Linked DNA regions of Oryctolagus cuniculus: region 2 is linked to region 1. The links are chromatin contacts, called in public Micro-C maps. All regions are on one chromosome and are shown on one strand. The core of a region is the stretch at or near the end of the contact, and the rest is flanking DNA. Distances in the headings are between cores, read along the strand shown.

The links. Hi-C and Micro-C count contacts between places; a contact is called where the count stands out from the background.
Region 2: a Micro-C map of ear pinna shows a contact between it and region 1, with 4 times the contacts expected there. The contact joins the promoter of IFNAR1 here to the enhancer-like site in region 1. A contact is called at or near these places in 2 of 6 Hi-C or Micro-C datasets (ear pinna and an unstated tissue).

Annotation. Positions count from the first base shown.
Region 1 is chr4:11,580,967-11,584,109 of mOryCun1.1, forward strand. It overlaps a transcript of TMEM50B not described here. Among named protein-coding and RNA genes, the nearest start is that of TMEM50B, 24 kb to the left of the region's middle. Within about 2 kb of position 1,390, at least 3 of the 8 cell types and tissues checked have an H3K27ac peak or open chromatin away from gene starts, as enhancers often do. A contact at or near this core is called in ear pinna, where this site is marked.
Region 2 is chr4:11,691,263-11,694,473 of mOryCun1.1, forward strand. IFNAR1 (interferon alpha and beta receptor subunit 1) reads right to left here and starts at 1,283. Exons shown (of 11, transcript XM_051833617.2): 1 at 1,011-1,283. The coding sequence starts at 1,083.

The DNA of each region.
Region 1 (3,143 bases), core at 140-2,639:
GCCATCCTCTACTGCCTTCCCAGGCCATAGCAGAGAGCTGGATTGGAAGTGGAGCAGCCAGGACTCGAACCAGCGGCGGTATGGGAATGCCGGCACTGAAGGCGGCAACTTTACCTGCTACACCACAGCGCCTGCCCCCTCAGTTTGGTTTTGTTTTGAGCCTCTTGGTGCTTATTAGTTTGTAGCAATTGTATCAGATTAAACCATTCCACATAGGAGTGTTTGGTAAGTCAACTGTATATATTTACTTCCACAATACAAATTGTATATTTAGATGCTGATTAACTTTTTACTTTGCAGCACCTTGGGGGTCCGAGATAAGGCACCAAAAGAACAGAGAACTCAGGCAGAAGCTTCAGTCAGGGGTCCCAGATGGCGCCGTTTTCCCACATTGGCTTTTTTCCTAAATTTTTACGCTGCCTCTTTACCCTTGAATACTTGTGTGTATGTTTTCCTCAAAATATGACTGAAATAAAATCCCAGAACCAGGATCCAGCACTATGCACCTTCTTCAGATGGTGCCAATTGCCCCACTAGTTCGCTTTAAAGAAAAAATCTTTTTGTTCTAGGGTGCAACCCAGGGACACACGTTGCATTTAGTTGTGATGTCCCGCTAGTGTCTCTTGAATTTAGAACAGTTCTCCAGTGTTTGGCTTTTGTGACTGGGCATTGGAACCGGGGCACCTGTAGTGGCTCTTGTTAACTGGAAGATCCAAGTCTGATTGAAGAATCAAGGTTATTCAGTGAGTCAGACTAAGGATTTGAACCCAGGAACCACAGGACAGGTGCCCGAGTTATCAGCCTGGTTTCAGGTTTTATACTTTTCTTATGGGTAAGTACATGCATTGCATCAGGTTTAAAAATACAAATTTATATGTGTTTATGAATCACATTGGAAATCAAAGAATGCCTCAATGACAATTGAAGAACACTTGGTGATAGCTAAGAGTTGACTTTTTTAAAAACAAGATTTATTTTGTTTATTTGAAAGGCAGAGTGGCAGAGAAAGGAGGGACAGAGAGAAAAAGAGATCTGTGTCTGCTGGATCACTCCCCAAATGGCTTCAATGGCCAGGTCTGGTTCAGAAGCCGAAGCCAATAGCCTGGAGCTCCTTCCAGGTCTCCCATGTGGGTGGGAGGGGCCTAAGCATTTCGGCCAACTTCTGCTGTTTTCCCAGGTGAATTAGCAGACAGCTGGACCGGAAGTAGAGTAGGCTGGATTTGGCCCAGCACCCATTTGTGATGCCAGCCGCACAGGTGGTGCCTTAACCGGCTGCACTGCAGCATTGGCCCCGACTTGATTGCCGAGGAAGGAGGAACATACTGTTCCCACGCTCATCCCCACATGGGATGTGCTCTGTATGCAGGCGGAGGCACATAGCAGGATCATTAATCACTTCCTGCAAGGCCCTCCGACAAGCGCTCACCACTCCTTCCTAAGGAACCGCACACACTTCTCTGCCAGTGGCTGAGGTTTCCGTGGGCACGGTTGAGCTTTGTTGAGAGGCCTTGTTCGTGTGGGCATAGCTGCAGGGACGGCATCCTGGCTGCCTGAGGCCTCTTCAGGGTTCAAGTTCCACAGCACCTGTGTTCCGTGTAGGCAGACAGCAGCCCTGGGGCTGTGCAGTGCACAAGCTGCAGGAGTGTGTTCGTGGCCTTGGCTACTGCTGCTCCACGTCTTAGCAGTGGCATGGGGCTGGCCACTTGAGAAGCATTTGGGGCTCTCTGGAAGGTACACACTTGTACTGGGGTGCACAGCAACATTTCAGAACGAAGCAAACTGGTTTAACTGCCTGATTGAGGTTTGTGCCAGGTAAGATTGTGCCTGCATGTGTACCATGATCTCCCAGTCCTGCCTGGATGCAACAGCTCTTTTAGGATTTAGGTCCTCTCAAAGGCACTTTTTTTTTCTCCCCAAAGATTTATTTTATTTATTTGAAAGGCACAGAGAGAGGGAGAGACAGAAGAGAGAGATTTTTCATCCTCTGGTTCACTCCCCAAATGGCTGCAAAGGCCGGGGCTGGGCCAGACTGAGGCCAGGAGCCAGGAGTTTCTTCCAGGTCTCCTACATGGGTGCAGGGACCCAAGCACTTGGGCCACCTTCCACTGCTTTCCCAGGTGCATTACTCATTACAGAGAATATGGCAAATGTTTTTATTCACCAAGGATGCAAAAATGAAGTGAGTTAAGTGATTTTTTACATTTATTATACATTGTTATCCAGGTCTGGGCCAGGCCAGAGCCAGCAGCGGGAAACCCCATCCTGGTCTCCCACGTGGGTGGCGGCCCAAGCACTTGGGCCATCATCTGCTGCTTTCCCAGGATGCGTCAGCAGGGAGCTGGATCAGAAGCAGAGCAGCTAGGAATTGAACCGGCATTCACATAAGAGATGCTGGTGTCACAAGTGGTGGCTTAACCTGCTGCACCACCACACCTGCCCCCTTTCCCTTTATTTTTGATGATGAAGGAGCCAGAGAAGCCCAAGCCACCTGCTTCTATACTAGGATGAATTTCTGGGCTGTGTCATTCTCCATTTTGTACAGCGCTGGCAACTTGCCCAGACCGGAATTCTCTCCCAAGCAATGGCTGTCCCAGGACCCTCTGTCCCACATCCTCCAAGTGCAGCCAGCTGTCTTCCCTCACCACAAACTGGAAACAGGAAGAAGCCACTCCGACTCCATTCCTGTGGCATAGCCCTGGGGGGAGCTTTACAAGTTCAGCAGGCGGGGAGCAGCTTGTTCGCGGCAGTCCCTTGAGAGCTTCAGGGAGAAGCCTCCCCGGGGTCTTCCTGGTCTTGTTGGCCAGTGACAGCACTTAAGCATCTCTCACTGGCCAGTGTCCTTCTCAGGGAATTAGAGCGGGTGGTGAATGGAGGGGCCAGACACAAGATGGCATCGCCGCAGTGTGCTGTCACATCCTGACTTCCAAGACACAAGGGCAGAACCTCGCGTGAACCTGAGCGAGAGGGGTGGGTCTGCCTCCTGTGCAGTGACCACTTTGTTGTCCAGGTCGGGGATCATCCAACTTTCTGGAAAGGGCCAGGTAGCAAGTATGTTAGGCTTTGTGGGCAACACAGCGGCTGCTGGAACTGCTTACTTCCTGCCTTACGGTACATGCAAAAGCAGCCATCGACCAAGTGCAAAC
Region 2 (3,211 bases), core at 33-2,532, 110 kb after region 1:
CGCCCTTACAATGCGTGGGTTAACGCCCGGCGTGAGCCCAATAAATGCTCACTGCCTACAAGTTACGCCCGAGTTCTCTAGACGAGTCCCAAATTAGCTTCTCACGGCACACACATGAAAACCCTGGGCAGCTGTTACAGCAAATGTTCCGTGCACGGAAGACCTCAAAGCTGTGACCGCGCGAGCCCTCAGACTCACGCAGGGCCGCGGCCTGGACCCAGCCCACAGGGATTCACGCAGGGCCGCGCACGGACCCAGCCCACAGGGATTCACGCAGGGCCGCGCACGGACCCAGCCCACAGACTCACGCAGGGCCGCGCACGGACCGAGCACACAGGGATTCACGCAGGGCCGCGCACGGACCCAGCCCACAGGGATTCACGCAGGGCCGCGCACGGACCCAGCCCACAGGGATTCACGCAGGGCCGCGCACGGACCCAGCCCACAGACTCACGCAGGGCCGCGCACGGACCGAGCCCACAGGGATTCACGCAGGGCCGCGCACGGACCCAGCCCACAGGGATTCACGCAGGGCCGCACACGGACCCAGCCCACAGGGATTCACGCAGGGCCGCGCACGGACCCAGCCCACAGGGATTCACGCAGGGCCGCGCACGGACCCAGCCCACAGGGATTCACGCAGGGCCGCGCACGGACCGAGCCCACAGACTCACGCAGGGCCGCGCACGGACCCAGCCCACAGGGATTCACGCAGGGCCGCGCACGGACCGAGCCCACAGACTCACGCAGGGCCGCGCACGGACCCAGCCCACAGGGATTCACGCAGGGCCGCGCACGGACCGAGCCCACAGACTCACGCAGGGCCGCGCACGGACCCAGCCCACAGACTCACGCAGGGCCGCGCACGGACCGCGCCCACAGGGATTCACGCAGGGCCGCGCACGGACCCAGCCCACAGATTCACGCAGGGCCACGGCGCGGGCCCGCACAGCTCCCTCTGCCGTCACCGCGGAGCCCCCGGACCACACCGAAACCCCCTCGCTTCTCACCAGCGGCTGCGGGCGACACCCACCAGGCCCCGGCGGCCAGCACCAGGGTCGTCGCGCCCAGGAGGGCGAGCATCGTCCGCCAGCCGCCGCCGCCCCAGTCACATCCTCAGTCACTTCCAGCAGCGCCGCGGACGGGACGGGCGGAGAGGTCCCGTAGGAAACCCGGGCGCGCGCTCCCGCTTCAGCGACCCGGGGACCGCTCCTCCGAGCGCATCGGCCCGGCAGGGAGCGCGCCCCGCCCCTCCGCGCAGGCCCCGCCCCTCCCGCCAAAGCACCGCCACACGCGCAGGCCGCGTCTCTCCCCAGCGACCGCCCCGCCCCTCCGCGCAGGCCCCGCCCCTCCCGCCAAAGCACCGCCGCGCGCGCAGGCCGTGTCTCTCCCCAGCGACCGCCCCGCCCCTCCGCGCAGGCCCCGCCCCTCCCGCCAAAGCACCGCCACGCGCGCAGGCCGCGTCTCTCCCCAGCGACCGCCCCGCCCCTCCGCGCAGGCCCCGCCCCTCCCGCCAAAGCACCGCCGCGCGCGCAGGCCGCGTCTCTCCCCAGCGACCGCCCCGCCCCTCCGCGCAGGCCCCGCACCTCCCGCCAAAGCACCGCCGCGCGCGCAGGCCGTGTCTCTCCCCAGCGACCGCCCCGCCCCTCCGCGCAGGCCCCGCCCCTCCCGCCAAAGCACCGCCGCGCGCGCAGGCCGCGTCTCTCCCCAGCGACCGCCCCGCCCCTTCGCGCAGGCCCCGCCCTCTTCTGCGAGGCCGCGGCTTCTCCCCCCCGCCCCCCTCTCCCGGCCCGGCGCTCGCGCGCGCGCGTTGCAAAGCGGCGGGCGGCGCGGTTACCCGTCAGCCCGGTTACTCCGGTTCCAGGAAATCCACGCCCCCAGGAGGCCTTGACCCTAACGGGAACTCCGCGCCTTGCTAGTGCGCCTGCGTGGACTTGGCGGCCGCCCACGGCTTCCCGCTGTGGGCGCCCCGAGGGCAGGGGCGGGGAGCCGGGCCGTGTGCTCGTGGGCCGTGCTCGCTGTCCGCGGCCAGGCTCGCCCAGTCGGCTGGGTTTGCAAATCCCGGGCGATCAAAGGAGCCAGGGGTGAGGGGTCGCTGGTCGTCGCCCGGCGGCCGGGCTCTGGGCCGACGCGGACCCGTCGGGGCCTGGGGGAGAACGGCGGCGGGCTGGCCCCGGGCCGCGGTCTCTCCAAGGTGCGCTTGACCGCCAGCCGCTGTCCGGAAACAAATAAGAGCCCTGACCCCGGCGGTTAACTTCCGGAAGTGCCTTAGCCGCGGGTCGTGCACATCATGCCCAGGGCCCCGTCCCAGAGCTGCGCCCTCGGCCTGCTGGTCGCCCCCCTCGCGTGTGACACAGGCCGGGGGGCCTCCTGAGCCCGCCCTGGCTTCTGCCTGGCGAACTGAGCATTGAAGAAGGCGCTTTTTTGCGGGAAGACCCTCCACGCCCACCCCTCTCAGTGAGGGCCGGAGCAGCTTCCGGACAGCGGGGGACCTTCCGCGACACCCTGCCGCCCGCAGGGCACGGGAAAGCCTTTTACAGTACGGGCAGAGCTGAAGCCAAGAGCCAGGAACTCAACCCAGGTTTCCCGCAGGGATGGCAAGGACCCACGTACTGGAGGCGTTAGCGCTGCCTCCCACGGTGTGCATTAGCAACCAGCCGCGTGTAGAGCTGGGACTCGAACCCAGGCACTCAGATAGCCCGTGTCTCAGCTACTAGGTCAAACACTCCTAGAAGTTATTTTTTATTTCTAATCCATAGGTATGGGGTACAGGATGATAATGTGTTTAACGTAGACACAGTGTGAACTGATGGAATCAGGGTAATTAGCGTGTCCATTGCTCCAAACATGTATCAGAGTCCTCTCCCAGCTATTTTGAAATACACAATAAATGACTGTTATTTGTCCTTGCTCTGCTGTGCTGGGTTGTGTTTCAGTAGAGTTTACTGCAAGTGTGACACCCTGTAGCAAACAGTTTATGTGCATCGCTTCACATTTTGTTTTTGAAATTATTTCAAATTTACAGAAAAGTATCAAAGATCTATGCATATTGTTAATATTTTGCCTCATTTTCGCTCTAAATATCTATACAAACTCATTATCTACTAAATGTTTAATCTGAGAGGCAGAGAGACAGGGAGAGAGATGGTGAGAGAGACAGAGCTTCCACTCGCTGGTTCAGTCTCCAAACACCCGCAATTAGCTGGTGCTG